2 separate regions of the Sus scrofa genome follow, and region 2 is linked to region 1. A link is a contact called in public HiChIP or PLAC-seq data. All regions are on one chromosome and are shown on one strand. Each heading gives the region's core, a stretch centred on a gene start, on an enhancer-like site or on the middle of the called end of the contact. The rest is flanking DNA. Distances are from core to core; before and after follow the strand shown. Region 1 holds the start of LRP10 (LDL receptor related protein 10). Region 2 has its middle 33 kb from the start of DAD1.

Region 1 (5,749 bases), core at 917-3,416:
TGACTATTCCTCATGGTTATCTGACTTTTTATTTATTTATTTATTTTGTCTTTTTGTCTTTTCTAGGGCCGCAACCTCGGCATATGGAGGTTTCTAGGCTAGGGGTCTAATTGGTACTGCAGCGGCCAGCCTACACCAGGGCCACAGCAACGCCAAATCCGAGCCGAGTCTATGACCTACACCACAGCTCATGGCAACGCCAGATCCTTAACCCACTGAGCAAGGCCAGGGATCAAAACTGCAACTTCATGGTTCCTAGTCAGATTCGTTAACCACTGAGCCATGACAGGAACTCCTGCCTGACTTTTTAAATTTATGTATCTAACCTCTTTTTCCAACTAGACTGTAAGCTCCTTGAAGCTAAAATGAAGTCTTAAGAGTTCCAGGCATTCTCCAAGTCCCAGTACACAGCATAGAGGATTCAGCCACCACTCAACTAAAAACTCCATGATTGCTTTCGGGACGTAAATATTTTTAATTTCCCCAACCTCTTTGTCCTACTTCCTTTATTCAACATTCTCCTCCCATATTTAGGGTTCTGTTTCTCCTCTCGTCAATCTCAAGGGCTGCAGTAGGAAGCATAGAGACCCAGGAACCAAGTTTCCTTGGCATGGGACTGAGGGCCAAGTGAAAGAAGAGCCTTTTTATGGCCAAGTCTATGGCCCTGCTGAGATCCCAGTTTTGAACACATCAAAACTGATGGCAACAACAAATGTCATGAACAGAAAACTGTTTGTAGAGAGGAGAGAGTGGTAAGGCTCTGAATGAACTCTGTCCAGAGTCAGATCACCCAGGTTCTCTAGCTCTCTCTGTTTCAACATTTACTAGATCCATGATCTTGGGCAATACTAAACTTCTCTGTGCCTAAGTTTCCCTATCTGTAACATGTGAGTAACAATAATAACTACCTCACAAGATGGTGGAGAGAAGTAAAAGAGCAAATATTTGAAAAGTGCTTAGATTTATGCCTGAAATGTGAAAAAAAGCTCAAAAAGTATTTGCTATTATTGTTGTTTACTATTATTACCTATAAGTGCCACAGGGAATCGGTAACCCCAAGCCCACCTAAATCAGAAATAACTCCTGTAACTAATAATAATCATTGTAAGCAGGTATGAAGCACTTCCTAGATGCTCAACTTACATCATCTCCCTAAATGATGACAACAACCTTAAGAAGTATTGTGCCATTATTAACTCCATTTAACAGAGTTAATGCACAGAGAGGTGAAATGATTTTCTCAAGGTCACATAGCCTGCAAATAGCCAAGGTACAATTATTCGTTTATTGAGTTACTGTGTCTCAGCAGGAGAGAAGCCTTGTGGGTGCAAAGGTAAACAGTCTAGGCCTCAACCTACAGGAAGTTTCAGTTTCCACAGAAGGGGCGGGGCGGGGGCGGGAAAGACGAGTAAACAAATATTTATAACACCGGGTAGTAATTGCTGTAATAGAGGCTCACGACAAAAAGTGTTACCGGATGTCAGACACCGGGACAAGAAAAGTACTGAGAGCTTAAGGAGCCAAAGGAAAGACATAACAATTATGGAATATGCAATTGTCTTCTGACAAATGTGTCCTGTAACCCATGTGTTACACGGGAAGTACTAAACAAAGCAGAGTTACAAGTGGAGGCTGAGCGCCCTGAGAGCCCGAGGGACAAGGCGCGGTAGGACCTGAAAGGGGTTAAGATGGGAAGGTGGGCGTGGTAAGCGTTGATTGGCAGGGGTGGGGCCAGGCTCGTCACCCTCCCCCTCCTCCACCCGGGTTCCTCCAACCCCTGGGCTGGCTGGGGTACAGCCAGGGCGAGGGCTCGAGCGCTGGGCCGAGTCGCCAGTCCCCTCCTCCCCAGCTCCTCTACCCGCGTTCCGGGGCTGGAGGCGCTGGAGAAGTTGGGCAGCGCCCGGGCCGGCTCTGGGCGCTGACAGTCGGCAAAGTTTGGCCCGAAGAGGAAGTGGCCTCAAGCCTCGGCAGGTGGCGGCCAGGCCTGGACCCGGACGTTCGCGGCCTGCGGGCGGGCTCTAGGCGAGGGCGCGCCCCAGCGCTGGACTTCGAGCCAACTCCCTGGGCTTCGGGGGTCAGCCTCTGGAGAGAGCGCTGCGGCGGCCGGGGAGAACAACTCCAAAGTTGGCGAGAGGCACCGCCCCGGTTCCCGGGCCGCCGCCGCCCCCCACCAGCCCCCAGCCCTGGCATCCGGAGCCTCGGTCGAGGAGTCTGGGCCATGGAGCCCCCTCGGGGAGGCGGCACTGAGGAGCCAGGATACCCGGAGTGGCGCCGCCTCCCCACTGGGTAGACGATCGAAGCTCCGGGACTCTTCCTGCGCCTCGGGACGGCTCACGATGCTGCCGGCCATCCTTCTCCTCCTGGGTAAGAAATCGAAACGAGGCTACTCGCCCGGGACCCCGCTCCCAGGGCTGTCACCGCGCCCAGGTCCTCTAGCTCCCTTCCCCCTATGGGGCCTCTCACCCCTACCCTGTCCTCCCCTGCCCCGCGGCCCCTGCCGTCGCCTTGGTCGCTGCCTGCCCCAACCCTCGGGAAATCTACAGCCGCTCCCCTCGGCCCTCATACTCGCTCTGGCTTCCTTAGATCACCGTACCCATCCTACAAGCCGCACTGGAGGACCTTCCTTTGAGGTCACACACCGCTGCCTCCCCCTGTTCCACCACCCTTCTCGTAAACTACCCGGAAGCCGCCGATGGTTCCCTTTCCTCCTTGAGAAGCTCAGGTGGAGAAAACTCCGAAGTGTGACTCTTGCCCTTTCTCGCTCTTCCTCTAGGAGGCGCTCTGGCCCACCAAGACCGGATCCTTTTCCCAAATCATGGTGAGTAGAGGATGCCTCTGGGGTCCCATGGGCTTGGTAATGAGAGAGCACCCTAGAGAAAGACTCTCTTCCTTGACTTCCTCTGGTACCTTCCATAGTTTTCGAGTGGAGATCAGCCATCCTCTGTTTTACAGACAGAAACTGAAACCCAGCGTGGGCCCTCACTTGGTAGTTATGTACTATTTGCCCCCCCAATATCCATCCTTGATTCGCCTCGCCCAAATGTAATCTCCTTGAGGATAGAGATCGTATTTCCCGTTCCTCCTGGCCCAGTGGTTGGCACAAAGCAGACCTCATTTTGTTTGTGGTGTTGATACCTAAGGTGGAACAACGATGAGTGTGGTGAGAAGGGGAGCCCACTGACGACTCTGCCTCCAGAGTGTGTGTGGCTGGGAAGGGGGAGTTTCTGTGCTCCTTCTTGAAGAGCCCAGGCCCTTGGAAGCATGAAGCCTGGGGAGGAGTGGCATGGTAAGAGGCTCGCAACTGATGTCCTTACCTTCCTCTCTCCAGCCTGTGAGGACCCCCCAGCAGTGCTTTTGGAAGTGCAGGGCACCATACAGAGGCCCCTGGGCCGGGACAGCCGCATCTCCCCTGCCAACTGCACCTGGCTCATCCTGGGCAGCAAGGAGCAGACTGTAACCATCAGGTGAGAAGCGGGGCAAGACCCTATTCCTTTCCTCACCCTTCTTGCTCTACCGTGGAAAACCCTTCAGGGGTCACTTCTCCATGGTATTTCCATCCCTGTCAACTGGGAGAAGAATGAAATTAAATTTGGACTAATCTGCCCTAAAAGCCTGGCATGTTCTGGGCTGGACACAGTGAATTGGACCTGGGTTGGACTGGACACCTAGCTTGGGTCCTGCTGTCTCTGAAGGACAACAGTCACTCTATAAACAGTCCTTGGGCTCCAATACAGCTGCTTTGAGGAGTCCTTCAACCCACTGCACATCCTTGCCTGGGATTCAAAGCTATTCCTTCACCAGCTTAGAACCTTCCTCAGCCTCCCCAGATTTTTTAAACAGTCCAGGTCTCCCCGGGCTTCTCCGACCTTGGGCCGTGAGGTAGGGCCCATGTTAAGTACCTGGCTCTTGGCTTCACACAGTTCACTTCCCATGAATTCACCCAGAAAGAGGTCGGTGAAGGGAGGGGCAATCCGAAGGAGAGAGTGTGGAACAGAGGCATCAGAATACCATGGTGATCTCAGGTCTCACCATGGGCATTGCAAGGGGTTGGTGAGTTCTTGTTAACCAAGCTATGTGGTTACTGCCAGCACCATACTTGGGTGACAGTGCTGCAACAACAGGGAAGTAATGAATCTGTTCTAACTCCATGCAAAACTCAAGTCACTTTTTCCAAGGGGCTGTAGGATGCATTCCTGGTCTCATGGTGCCATAGGCCTCTGTTAGGGCTATCACCATTAATTACAAAGGAATTTGGCTAACTCACTTTTTAAATCTGGCTATTTGGATTATGAATAAGTGGGTGTTTGTGCTTCTTGGGCTAGAAGGGGCCTGGCAACATCGAGGAAGAAGACTAGCGGTCAAGAATACCTTACATCCTGCTCTCTTTCACCCCTGTAGGTTCCAAAAACTACACCTGGCCTGTGGCTCAGAGCGCTTAATCCTGAGCTCCCCCTTCCAGCCACAGCTCTCCCTGTGCGAGGCACCTGCCAGCCCTCTGCAGCTGCCTGGAGGCAACGTCACCATCACCTACAGCTATGCTGGGGCCAGAGCACCCATGGGCCAGGGCTTCCTGCTCTCCTACAGCCAAGGTGAGCTGGACAGGGCTGTCCAGGGGGCTGCTGGAAGAGGCAGTGCAAGCCCCAGGGAGGGGGTGGGGAATCCCACCAGCTCCAGTGCTTCACAGCCCCTCTCCATGGTACCTCTGCAGATTGGCTGATGTGCCTGCAGGAAGAGTTCCAGTGCCTGAACCACCGCTGTGTGCCCTTAGCCCAGCGCTGCGATGGGTTTGATGCCTGTGGCGATGGCTCTGATGAGGCAGGTTGCAGCTCAGATCCCTTCCCTGAACTGACCCCAGTCCCTGTCCCCACCCCACCCTGCAATCACACCCTGGAAGACTTCTATGGGGTCTTCTCTTCCCTTGGATACTCACACCTGGCCTCAGTCTCCCACCCCCAGTCCTGCCTCTGGCTGCTGGACCCCCATGATGGCCGGCGCCTGGCAGTGCGATTCACAGCCCTGGACCTGGGCTATGGAGATGCCGTGCATGTGTATGATGGCACGGGGCCCCCCGAGACCCTCCGGCTGCTGCGCAGCCTCACCCACTTCAGCAATGGCAAGGCTGTCACTGTGGAGACACTGTCTGGCCAGGCCACCGTGGACTACCACACAGTCGCCTGGAGCAGTGGTCGGGGCTTCAATGCCACCTACCACGTGCGGGGCTACTGCTTGCCTTGGGACCGACCATGTGGCTTAGGCTCTGGCTTGGGGGCTAGTGAGGGCCTGGGCGAGCGCTGCTACAGTGAGGCACAGCGCTGCGATGGCTCCTGGGACTGTGCCGATGGCACAGACGAGGAGAACTGTCCCAGCTGCCCACCTGGACACTACCCCTGTGGGGCTGCCGGCACCCCTGGTGCCACAGCCTGCTACCTGCCTGCTGACCGCTGCAACTACCAGACCTTCTGTGCTGATGGAGCAGACGAGAGACGCTGTCGGCACTGCCAGCCTGGCAACTTTCGATGCCGGGATGAGAAGTGCGTGTATGAGACATGGGTGTGCGATGGGCAGCCTGACTGTGCTGATGGCAGCGACGAGTGGGACTGCTCCTATGCCCTGCCCCGCAAAGTCATTACTGCCGCCGTCATTGGCAGCCTCGTGTGTGGCTTGCTGCTGGTCATTGCCCTGGGCTGCACCTGCAAGCTCTATGCCATTCGCACCCAGGAGTACAGGTCAGTGGGAGTGCTGCTGGCAG
Region 2 (5,749 bases), core at 843-3,342, 310 kb before region 1:
TGAGAAGGCCCAGTCCTAAAGAACCCCAGTCCCCATGAGTAGGGGCCAGCCTCAAGGACAGAAAGCCATGCCACTCCCAGGTAGAATGTATCACCAAGGCCAGCTATAAAACCCATTTCTCTGGATAGACACTCTACTGCCCCAAAAGGCTTATGCACCAGCCAACCCTGTAGGCAGAATGGACCAAATGCCTTTTATGACCTCAGGCCTAAGATTCTAAAGGACTCTCTGACACATCACGCAGAGACCTGACCTCTGAGTACTACTGGACCCACAGTCCAGTTAAGAGAAGGACAGGCCAAGCCAGTATGTGCTTCAGACACACTTAAGTGGAATATTCATTTCCAACAGAGCAAGCCCTCTGCCATGACCCACCACTGGAGAGGAGCCATCTGAGTCTTAAAGGATTGTTTATTTTCTTCCTTTGTCCATAAAGTCCAACTCCCCTGGGGTCACACGTAAAATCCTTTAACAGTTATCACCTTATCAAGTAACATCTCGGCAAGAAAATCAGCTGTGCGCTCCTTGAGATGGGACGTGTATCTTGTCCATCTGTGTGTCTTTGACACCTAGCAGAGTGCCTGCCATACAACTGATGCTTCACATACACTTAATTGGCAAGTGAACAAATAAGTGATTAGTGCCATCAGGCACTGGGGAGGCAGCCAAGCTGTATATCTGTGGCGAGAAAGTAAGAGAACATTACAGAACGGAAAGTGGGGATGAATAAGCATGGTGGCCCAGTGAGCACAGTTTTATGATTTAGCCAAGAGCTAAGAGTAAACGGTCAAGAACCATCAGGAAGAGCAAAAGCTGGAGGATGGTTACTCTGAGAAAACACACAGGGCTTCAGGAGTCAATGTCCTGGGTACTGAGAGAACATACCAAGGTCCAGGGCTGAAGGTCCCATTACCGTTCATCTCACTTTCTCCAAGTGTCCTATCTTTGGTATCTTGGCCGTGCCCAGGGGCATGTGGAAGTTTCCAAGCCAGGGATCAAACCCATACCACAGCAGCGACCAGAGCCACTGTAGTGAAAACACCAGATCCTTGACCAGCTGGCCACAAGGGAACTCCCACGTGTCCCATCTTAAAACTCCTCCAATCTACCTCTGGGAGCAATGTGTAGGAAGGACAGCTTGGGACTGAAGGGGTGGGTCTGGGGGCAGGGAGCAAGCCACGTGGAGACTGGGTGCTGCTCCTCTTTAATAAGTACACTGTGTAGCCAAGGCGACGGCCAGTGTCTGCCTCTGGGTAAGGCCACCTGGGATTCAGGCCTCTGTTCACCCAGACACACATGAGTAAGGTTTCCTCTGAGTATTACTGGGAGTGCTATATTTTGAAATTAATAAGCAGGTCAGACATTGAGTCAGTAGCCAGAAGTAGGACAGGAAGTGGAAAAAGTCTCCCACTTCCGTGCAGGTGTTTGGGGGCTTGGGACGGCCCCTCCCATTTCCATGACGTCATGGCGGCCGCGAGGGGCAAATGGGGCACCCTTTGAAGCTCTCCCACAGAAGCCACATCCTCTGGAAAAAAAAGTTAAAAATACCGACTTAGAGATAGCATCGCCTCAGGCCACGTGCCGGGGCCAGAGGGCTGGGCCGTTACACCACCCAGACCGCAGGTGCGACAGGAAGGCGTCGAGCTGGGAGGAGCTGGGAGGGGCTGGTGGGGCCCTGGAGACCCACGAGCAGGCTGGGGAGGTGCTGCACACCCCACTGAAGAGACGCACCCCCATCCCAGACCCGCCGCCCTAGCAAGCCCTAAGATCAAATCTTGATCGCCCTTGATTAAACTCTTGCTTAATACAGGCCAGGTCCTCGAGGCTTAGCTCCAGCCCATCCTCCCCAGGGGCCATATCTGTCCATCCACAGCTGCTGGGGCTGGTTCTCCAGTGAAGAACTACACCCCAGGTCCAGGTTGAAGTCCTGGGTAATAGCCCTGATGGACAGCTGCCTCTCAGATACCAAGGACACCAGAATTCAGGCGGCCAGGAGATGGGGAACCCCAGAAAGAGGACCGGAACCTGAGACCCCCAACAACGCCGGGCTTTGGAGTCCTGCTCTATGGTAGTGTCCCCAATCACCCACGTGGGGGCAGCAGCGCTCCACCAAAGAGGCCTCTTCTTACTTAATCTGTTTATTTTGAGAAAGGAAAGCCCCTGTCGCTTGGAAAAACCTTTTTCAGAGGAAAATAAAAGGAAAGAGACCTCATTCCAGAAGCCGATCCCCTACCTTTAATTAGACTATTACTGCACTGGTCTCTGGCCCACGTGATCCTGTCACATCCCAAGGAGGAGAGAGTGCAGGGTCTGCCCCGCAGACAGCAGGGGGCACTACCTGTCCAGGATCACCGGGCTCCCCCATACATAGCCCTGGAAGGGAGTCCCCAGGGAGGGGCTGCATGAGCCCCCTGGGATCCTGGTGAGAGATTTGGATTCAGAATCCAGGAGCCTGGGCTGGTGGCCAGAATCCACTCTGCCCCCAATCTTGCGCCCTGGGGGCAACTCACTACCCACAGCATGTTTCCCCATGGCGGTCAGTGCTCTCTCACCAGGTAGTTTAAGATCCAAGGCTCCTCTCACAGTGCATACATGCCAAGCATCAGACGCAGGCCAGGCTCCAGGGACTCAGCCGCTGTACAACTATATGACTCCACACAGATGAAGGGCAAGAACAGGCAAAACTAATCACCAGTGATGGAAATGGAACAGTGGATGCCTCTGGGGTAGGACTGACTGGAAAGGGCAAGAGGGAACCTTCCAAGTGGTAGAAACGTTCTGCATCTTGATTTGGGTGATGGACACAGGTGTATACACATGTCAAAACGAGTCCAACTGCATGCCTAAAGTTTGTGCATTTCAGCATATGTAAATTACATCTCAATAAAATACTGCTCCCATTAACACACACGTAGTTTCAGCTCAGTAATCTCAAATGCAAATATAAGGGAATGCCCAGAAAGATGAACCAGAGATCCTGCGGGTCAGCGGGGCTGGGTCAGGCTGGACCACATGCTGAGATAAAGTGGGGCCGCTGCCTCACTAGGCCAGCACCCAGGTGAGCTTAGGGGTCCCGGCCCCACCAGTGCATCACTGTTGCACATAGTGAATGGCCACTTCTCCCTTCATTATGGCGTCAGGGGCTTCTGGTTACACCATCGTGTGCATTTTGTTGCCCCTCCACAGCTTCCAGCTTCTGAAAGAGCTTGATGGAGGGGAAATTACAGAACCAGGAGACATTGGCAAGGCTGTAATCGGACAAAAGTCAACTCCAAGCCACCCAGACTCCTCTCACTGCAACATCCCTGAACTTGCGCTTTCTTTCTCCCTTCCTACCCTCTGGGGGGCTCTCTGCCTTCAAAATGGCCCCCTTTGAGCCTTGGCAGAACACAAGGTCTGAAAGCAGGAAGGCAGACCACCCTCTGCGGGCAGCTTCCATGGACAGCCAGCTTCTCAGGTCAGAACACCCGACATGGTTCCAGGGGGCTCACCACTTTTGGGAAGAGGGCAGCCCATTCATGTTTGCTTCAGAAATGCGGGCGTGCTCCCATTCCAGAAGCAATAGGATCCAGGAAAGAGAGCCCTCTCATTTTCAAATTCTTTCAAAAATCCCACTGAAAAGCAGAAAGGGCGCTTGTCTACCCTTTCCCTGAACCACCCACACAAAATTCAGCCAAGGAAAAAAAAAGAAACTATTAAAGGAAGAGCATATAAACGTGAGACAAGCTTGGCAGGACCTAAGCGCATTGAAGTAGATGTGGTTCAGAGAGTGGTCAGTAAGTGGTCTCCACTTCAAGCTTTCAGCCTGGATGGGAGGAAACGGGGTTAACACGCACAAGGACTTCTTTCCAGTGGAGACGGCAAGACACTATTTTTAGCTAACTCTAGGGCGTCCTTGCTTCTCCTTGCCAACCCAAGTTATTCCAGTGATTTACCAAGAGGCATGGGTGGGGCGACATCCCTATCTGGAATCTTTATGAAGAATTTGGCATGTCTGTACAAAACCAAAGCAAACACAATCACAGGAAAGCTAAGCAGGAGGCAGAGGTTCTCTCCCCCTTTCACATATGGGGAAACAGGTGAAGTGGCTTACTTGCCATCACAGTGAACTAGGCCCTCATCAGCACTAGACTGGGCAACTCAGGCTTTCCCCCAAGCCTCGTGGACTCCCAAGTCCCAGGTGGCCCCAGATGCAGCCACCATAAAGGAAGGAGCAGGAACGGATGAGGGTCTCAGGAATGCCCCCAGCCCCCAAGACTGCTTTCTTACATTCTGTTTGGATGTCCCTTCCCTCTTCTGTGACTCTGTCCCTCCTTGATGGCCCTTTAAGATTAGAGTAAAATGGCAAAACAGAGCCCTGTCCGCTTAAGGAGACACTCCCTTAGTAAATGTTGTCGATGTTAGTCATCGCCTGAGGCAATACTTTCTGCACAAGCAAACTCCTGCTACTCAATCACATGGCGGTGAGTTACGGAAGTAATGTCTAGATACACTCTGGTCCCTGAAAGGTCTTTCCCTGCCAAGGTGTGTTAGAAGCCTCCTTCCCTCGGAGTTCCCGCTGTGGTGCAGTGGAAACGAATCCAGCTAGTATCCATGAGGACACAGGTTCAATCCCTGGCCTCGCTCAATGGGTCGGGACTCCAACGTTGCCGTGAGCTGTGGTGTAGGTCACAGACATGGCTCGAATCCCACATTGCTGTGGCTGTGGTATGGGCCGGCAGCTGTAGCTCCAATTTGACCCCTAGCCTGGGAACTCCATATGCTTTGCGTGTGGCCCTAAAAAGCAAAACAAACAAACAAAAGAAGCCTCCTCCCCATCCCCACTTGCGATCACTTCATAGTTTATTTCCTTGACCCCACTTGTAACAACACAATTCTTTTTATGTGCTCATTTGGCTCTCTTCCCAACTAAAACAAAAGGCTCAGAAAGGGAGGTGACTTTGTCTGATCACCTCTGCTCCTCTAGGACCTGGGAGAGTAGGCACTCAAACTTTAAGCTCAACAATGCAGCAGTAGGAAGACACTTCCCCACCAGATGTCTCTTATTAATACCATGTAACTAGATTGGGGTAAAACGTTGATAATTGTTGAAGCTGAATATTGAGTATCCGCCCGTTTCTCTACTGACATGCATGTGTGTGTGTGAAATTTTCAACAATAAAACGTTAAAAAACAAAGTTGTTCATTCCTGGAATTTAAAGACAGAGTAACACAGATAGACCTAGAGATTATCATACTAAGTGAAGTTAGTCAAAGGCAAACATCAGATCACTTATATGTGAAATCTTAAAAAAAAAAAAAAAAAAGACACCAATGAACTTATTTGCAGAACAGAAAGATTCAAAGATTTTAAGACAGATTTATGGCTACCAAAGGGGACAGGTGGTGGGTGGGATGGCCTGGGGGCTTGGGACTGGCACATGCACGCTGTGACACATGGAATGATTAGAATTGCTGCGTAGCACAGGGAACTCTGCCTAATATTCTGATAATCAATATGGGGAAAGCAATCTGGAAAAGAATGGATGTGTGTATATGTATAACTGACTCACTTTGCCATACAGTAGAAATTAACACAACATTATAAATCAGCCACAGAGAGTTGCTGTTGTGGCTCTGTGGAAAACGAATCTGACTAGCAATCATGAGGACGCAAGTTTGATCCCTGGCCTCACTCAGTGGGTTAAGGATCTGGCATTGCCATGAGCTGTGGTGTAGGTTGCAGACATGGCTCGGATCCCACATTGCT

What was found. HiChIP or PLAC-seq counts read pairs in DNA pulled down with a chosen protein or histone mark.
Region 2: an H3K27ac HiChIP or PLAC-seq map of alveolar macrophages shows a contact between it and region 1. The contact joins the enhancer-like site here to the promoter of LRP10 in region 1. A contact is called at or near these places in 4 of 5 promoter capture datasets (fetal liver, fetal skeletal muscle and liver), 18 of 47 Hi-C or Micro-C datasets (alveolar macrophages, embryonic fibroblasts, epiblast stem cells and 10 more) and 2 of 2 datasets of contacts at active chromatin or transcription factors (alveolar macrophages and skeletal muscle).

The regions. Positions count from the first base shown.
Region 1 is chr7:76,154,922-76,160,670 of Sscrofa11.1, reverse strand. LRP10 (LDL receptor related protein 10) reads left to right here and starts at 2,166. Exons shown (of 7, transcript NM_001143715.1): 1 at 2,166-2,364; 2 at 2,774-2,818; 3 at 3,329-3,464; 4 at 4,399-4,589; 5 at 4,709-5,726. The coding sequence starts at 2,337.
Region 2 is chr7:76,461,709-76,467,457 of Sscrofa11.1, reverse strand. No RefSeq gene overlaps it. Among named protein-coding and RNA genes, the nearest start is that of DAD1, 33 kb to the right of the region's middle. Within about 2 kb of position 2,092, at least 47 of the 83 cell types and tissues checked have an H3K27ac peak or open chromatin away from gene starts, as enhancers often do. A contact at or near this core is called in alveolar macrophages, epiblast stem cells, fetal liver and 5 more, where this site is marked.